2 separate regions of the Anas platyrhynchos genome follow, and region 2 is linked to region 1. The links are chromatin contacts, called in public Hi-C maps. All regions are on one chromosome and are shown on one strand. The core of a region is the stretch at or near the end of the contact, and the rest is flanking DNA. Distances in the headings are between cores, read along the strand shown.

Region 1 (3,121 bases), core at 272-2,771:
TTGGTTTGTCTTTGAGATCCTCTCTCCACCCCGTGTGGAGCAGCACCGTGCTCTGTACGCAGGTATGTCTCTGATGGAGCTAGTTCAAACAAACACACCCCAAGGCTTTCTGGTTGCTGTTTCCAGGAGAGGAGGGTGGCTTCGCCTCTGCCTCTTTTCAACTTTTTTTTCTTTTGAACGTTGAACTGAGCAGAGTTTGGTGCTTCCACGTTTCCTAGCTGTGTGCCAGACATCTGTATGTTTAGTAAAACTGTCCGATCAGGCAGCGAGGGGGGATGAGAACTCTCCTTGCACGCGTGTGAACACCCCCAATGCCAGCGGGGCCGCGTTCCCACAGCTCAGGTCCCAGCAGCACTCGGGTGAAGCAGCTGGGAGCTGGAAGCAGCCTTCTGTGTACAGACACACAAATGAGCACTTCATTTCTCAATGCCTCCCAAGCCCGGGCTGCCACAACACGCGGCTTTCTCAGCTGGAGAGAGGTTTAGCCAGGTCAAGTGTGCGGCCAACTCGAAGAACAGACGCTGCCGAAAGTGGAAGAGCGTGGGGCTGCCGAGCACTGCTGGGGTGGCTCGGGCCTTTCAGGTGCCGTGCAGTGGTGGCTGCACTGTGTTTTGTGGCCACGTGAAATGTGATGGAGCTACGATGCGGATCTTTCTGTTCCTGTATCCCCAAGTCCTGCCTCCTGGCAGTAGCGAGTTTCTTGATCTCGTATAGCAGGGAGATTCCCATTTTTGATTTCACAGGCATTGGTGTTCAGGACGCTGGATGGATTTATTCTTCTCTGTACCAACTGGCTTGATGAATGCTCTTGAAAAGCTTTGAGAGCTATGGGTTCAGGTGTTTCCCCATGGAGCACAGAAGTCATTTGCTCTCTTACTTGCTGCTTAAGAATTCATTAGAAAATACCCAGTAAAAATGTTGAAGTCCCTAAAACACAAGTGTTGAAGCCTTGAAGGAGTACCCTAAGTTCACAAACACTTCACACCTTAGGAATAGGACCTGAAAAACCATGCCGAGCTTAAGCGAAATCCTGTGTACCTGAGATGTCAGTGTTTAAGCAGACATCAGCATTTTTTTGCCAGGAGTGCAAACAGTTTTACAGATGTTGTAGGTCGAGAACAAAGAAGCAGGTACGTGCATGTGTGCGAGACACAGAGTGTGCTGCAAATAATGAGCTAATGATGTTGAGTCACCTGTGGCTCTCTGTTACCCCAGAATCGTACTGTACTTCCTGAACTCAGCCCTCGTGAGTTAGGGAGGAAATTACACAAAATCTATTCTTCAGACAATCACAGCCCAAAATATTAAAATATATGCCACTGCCTTCATTGTCCGGGCAGTCTCTCTCGCCTCTCCATCTCAGTGGTTTGGGGCTCGGCCGTGTGTTCTGCCCCAAAGAGCAGCGCGCTTTGAAGGTGGCGTGAACACAGTGTGTCGGTCGGGGAGCCTGCAGCACCTGGCCTGACCGCCAGCAGCCAGGCACGGTTATCGGGCTGCCTGGCGAGGGTGTGTTTTCCTTTGCTGGGATGAGTGTTCACGTCGGCGTTGTAAAAGCATCTGGCAGTGTCTGCGTGAGGCTGCTCAGAGCATGTCTAGACAACGCAGCGGTGAAACTCCTGGCAGCCACCAGTACCTTATCTGCACCTCGCTAGCAGTGCTGCGGCTGCATCGAGGGGGCTGAGCCGAGCACAATTTGGAGACTCGACGAGGTCCGTTGTCCATTCTTACTGAAAATCCGTGTCGTTTTTGTCTCCTAGCGAGGATATTGTGCCGAAGTTCAGGGTTTCGGTGGCACCGAGTACAGCAAGGAGTGGGCTGGCTCCCTGCTGCTGGTGATAACGAAGGACTGGAACTCACACTGCTGGCTTAGCCGGCCCAACTGCTTTGCCACTGCACCGAGTTGCATCTCCATGCAAAGTATCAGGCACAAAAAGCCTCATTACACTCTTGTGTTTTTTTTTAAAGGCAGACAGTTCCCGAACTTCGTGCTGTGATTCTTATTTAGAGGGAGCTCTCATGGAAGAGTTGCACTAAATCTGACGGGGTTCTTGGAAAGAAATGAAAGCATGGACAGAAGGAACTCCAGCTGGGCTGTAGGACATCTATCAGTAGAGTACTGTCAGTTGCTAAGCTAACCTGTTTCTTTTGAGTGGCCATAGAACACTTAAATCAAATTGATTTTCATGTAAAGGAAGCATTACTTTAACGCGTAGTAATATAACATGCCTTTATTTTAAACTTACCAATTACAATGTTAATAATACATTTTATTAGAGAATTGCTAATTTGCATCTGTTTTCTGCATTTTGGAAGTACAGATTAATAAGTGTGTATCTCTGTTTTTACTTTTAGTGGTGTTCCACTCAGTTTCTGCTATAGTTAGTGTGTGTCACGCTGGGGGTGGACAGAATTCATGGCATTATTATCTTCGTGCCCACCTTGGGTAGGCAGGTATGTCTTGTATGGTTCTTGTCTTCATTGCCACTGCAGATTCAGCCTCATACTGTTACCAAAATCACCTGTTGAGATATTTTCTGGAGCATCCGAGGTTAATTTGAAAGTTTGGGGCTTGGGGCTCGTTCGGCAGTTCTCACTCAGGCAATCAGCAGGCGCACTAATTGGAACCAGTTCGCCCACAAACCACAGCAGACTTGTCTCTGTATCAGACTTCCTCCCGTGCGTGCTGGCGGTGCTTGCAGCCGTGGGGAAGAGGGCAGATCCTGAACCGACATGCGCCGGGGTTAACACGGAGTGGCTGCAGTGAGCTTGTGGCCGTGCCCTCACCTTTACAGGACTGTGCCAAAGCCAGGAGTGGGCCTGTTTTGGCACTGCAGTGTTTTTGTTTTGCTCTATAACTAGGTTTTGGTCCCATAGGTGTTTGGGGGTGCTGTGACCTGGGCAGGTCTTACTGAGCAGGGCATTGGCTCCTGCAGCTGGAGCTGCCCCTGGACAGGGAGGCCTTTGCCTGCTGGTTGCTCCATGCACCATTGGGGTTTCAGGTTGCTGTAGATACCTAATGGTGATTTTGTTCTTTTATGTAGGATTTGTCAATCTCTATGTTTCAGCATTTTAGCTTATTTTTTTCTCCTGACGGGGAAGTCTCTGCAGCTGGGACCAGGGC
Region 2 (3,121 bases), core at 410-2,909, 41 kb after region 1:
CACCCACAGAGTGAGACAAGCCTCCCAGTGGTAAGGTGGCGTTTCTTGTGATTAACTCTTCGAGGTGAATCTGCAGGAGAACACCGAGTTCATGCCCCAACCGCTTCCCAAGAGGCTGGTATTATAAGAATCTGATTGCTTTTTTTTTTCTTTTGCTGATGAGACAGATTGAAAGTGTATTTTACGGGCACACCCTTTCAGGTTTCTGTATCTCCTAGCTTGCATTAATTTTTAATCACTTCCTCCAGTTGGCATGCAACAACGCCTCTGAGGACGGGCTGAATTTATTCTCAGGCAAGCACTACTCAGCCTTCTTTATCAAAAAATCTAAGGTGACATGACCTTAAAAACTTCAGAAAATGGATGCTAATTTCAGATACACTGGTATGCACTGGCTCCGGGCGAGCAATACAAGCCTCACTGAGATAGAATCTGCCTGCAAAAAAAAACCTTACAGTGTAGAGCAAATTTGGGATTCTGGATTTTCTGGACTGTTGTGTGCATCTGCTAGCGGAGGATTTGGTGTGCATAATTCCAGACTTGCTCTTTTCAGGCATGGGAGAAAGACCCTAGGGTTTCATTTAACCTATTGTTTTGAGGTTTAAATTCATGGTATTTCAGCAAGGAGAATGAATGCTTAGGAGGATGTGGATGGATGGATGTGGATGCGTATTCAAGATGTCTCTCTGAAACGCTCTGTGGGTGATGAAACATGCCATTTCGTTTCCCAGATGATGTGCCAAATTGATTCCAATTGGAAAGTGTAACTAGAAAAGTAGCTTGGTTTCAAAACTATTGAAGGTGAGTAACCTTCCATGTGAAGTGGATATGCCCGTGTTTGTTTGTTTTTAAGCAGCAGGCCCTACATTTACAGGATCCAAAAGCTCTTTTGATGCATTCCGTTCCCAGGCACGAGGCTGGCAGTTTTCAGGGCTAGAACCTTGCTACCAGCGTAGCAGCCTCTGCTGCTGGGCTGTAGGCTGGGAATTAAGGTCAGAAACCGAAAAGAAGCTCAAGGTAAAGTTTGGGGTGGAGCAGCTGTGTGCTCGCATGCAGAGAAATGCAGAAAGCCTCTTCCATGTAAATGTGCCTTTAAGCGGCTGGCAGGGGGTTGCCTGTCCTGAAGGCACAGGAGGAAGTCATGCGGGGCTGCTGAATGGGTTTGCCTTGGACCTCGTCCCAGCCAGGGAAATCGTGCGACAATTTTAGGGCAAAGGTTCCCCTTGGGTGACATTTTACTGTATTTCACAGGCACGGAGCGCGTTCCTGCGCCCGCCTGCGTTCCTCCTCTGCCCTGAGACAGATGAGGCTTTGGAGAATCGATGTGCTCTGGGGATGGCTTGTTGCTGAATGACAAAGGCTCAGGTCTGCGCGCTGTGGCAGGGCAGCACTGAACAAGCAGCTCAGCAGATCTCGAGGCAGGCTTGCCCCCAAAGATCACTGTTCCTTAACCAGGTACCCGCATTCAGAGCGACGCCGATGCCCGCGAACGCCCGGTGAAGGCCCTGTGACATGCGCCGTGTGTACCGGTGTGTCCTGCCGTAAAACCACCCAGGGATTTACCAGGCCACCAAGGCCGAGCTGCCTCTCGTTCCCGGGCCTCCCTCCTGTGGCTGGGAGGATGCCTGTGAAATGCGTCAGGCCTGGCGCGGCGGCGAGCCGGGCAGACGGGGCGGCCGCTCGCAGGACGGAACAGCCGCAGTCTGGGCTCCCAGCCTCCTGGCTAGACTGGAGAAACTTCTAATTGAGTTCCTGAGCCTCCCCTCCCCTCCCCTTCCCTCCCCTCCCTGCAGCTCGGTTGAAAAACACCCTGGCTCCCAGCCATGCCCTTTCGCAGTGACCTTGCCTGCAAATAGCGCGCAGGAATTTTTACAGGCGCTGTGCACTTGGAAAAAGGGCTGGGGGCAGCGGTGGGGAGCTGGGCCGGGGGCAAGCCCGTCCTCTGGGTTTAAAGGCTCAGCGGCTTCCCTCGTCCTCCGCCCCCACACTGAAAACCACCCAGCCCGTGAATTGCAAATTTCATTTCTTTGTGCTTGCTCTTTTTTTTTTTTTATAACGCTGTAGACTAATTTCTCTCTTCTGATGTCACGACAAATTACAAGTCTCTAAGGATTGCGAGAGCTGATTGGTTTAAGGGGAATCGTTTAAACGAAGGGGAGGATGATATACCATATGCTTGGGCTCCTTGCACGTGTGATTATTCTCCAGCATATATGTTAAAATGCATAGATAAAATAGGGAGGGAGCGTGCATATGTGTCTATCCGTGTGTATTTATATAAGGCCATATATCCAGTTATGCATGGGCACAGTGTAAAATGATCCTGGCAGTAGCTGGCTACTCAGTGTAGATATACATAAAAAGCAGCAGCAGCCATTGGTTAAAAATAACCCCAAATTCTTCTCTCGGATTACATCAATTAAACTTAGAACATTTGGTGTAAAAATGTGGACTCTTCAATTCTGTGTAAGAATTAATTACGGCTCCTTGGGATCCAGGCTGTAGCGGGCGCTGGCTTAGGGACACTGGAGCCACACATAGTTTTGTAGCTGGCCACCTGTGGGATGTTGAACTGAGCTGCCTCAACTCCTCCACCTTCTATCCACAAGATTACATCAAATTACAAGATTTTTGGGAGAATGAGCCTTGCACAGAGCAACCAGGGTAAGCACAGGTGGCCCTTGAGCTGCTGGTGGGCCCCTGAAGTGCTGCTGCAGCGGGGTCACTGCTCTTGCATTTCCATCTTGGGCTTTGAAGGCAAGGCTGAAATGCTCCTGGAGTCCTGTCGCTGGTGTCACTGGCTGAATTCCTCCCCCAGCTGCACTGAGCAGCGTCTCTGCTTTGAAGGTGTTCAGCACTTTGCAGGATCAGGCTTTTCACACGTTGCCACCTTGCTCTCAGTCACTGAAGCAGCTTGTGCAGCGTGTCAGTTGTATCAGGCTCTTCGGATGCATATTAGGACTTCATGATACAAAAAGGAAAATTGATTATGTAGAAGTGGCTTTAATTAAAACTTGTTTTTCTTGTCCGCTCTCCTGTGTTTATGTCTGTGGCAACCCACTCCCTGTAGTCAGCAAGCTTCTTTTCACTGCTCTCAAAAGTTCAGCTGTTGCAATCAAAG

Evidence for each region. Hi-C and Micro-C count contacts between places; a contact is called where the count stands out from the background.
Region 2: a contact with region 1 is called in a Hi-C map of subcutaneous adipose tissue, with 2.5 times the contacts expected there. The contact joins two enhancer-like sites. A contact is called at or near these places in 5 of 8 Hi-C or Micro-C datasets (F5 follicle, liver, skeletal muscle and 1 more).

The regions. Positions count from the first base shown.
Region 1 is chr22:394,475-397,595 of IASCAAS_PekinDuck_T2T, forward strand. All of the region lies in intron 5 of SKI (SKI proto-oncogene), which reads left to right. Among named protein-coding and RNA genes, the nearest start is that of FAAP20, 33 kb to the left of the region's middle. Within about 2 kb of position 1,522, at least 5 of the 8 cell types and tissues checked have an H3K27ac peak or open chromatin away from gene starts, as enhancers often do. A contact at or near this core is called in F5 follicle and subcutaneous adipose tissue, where this site is marked.
Region 2 is chr22:435,527-438,647 of IASCAAS_PekinDuck_T2T, forward strand. The region is part of intron 5 of SKI (SKI proto-oncogene); the gene reads left to right. Among named protein-coding and RNA genes, the nearest start is that of FAAP20, 74 kb to the left of the region's middle. Within about 2 kb of position 1,660, at least 8 of the 8 cell types and tissues checked have an H3K27ac peak or open chromatin away from gene starts, as enhancers often do. A contact at or near this core is called in F5 follicle and subcutaneous adipose tissue, where this site is marked.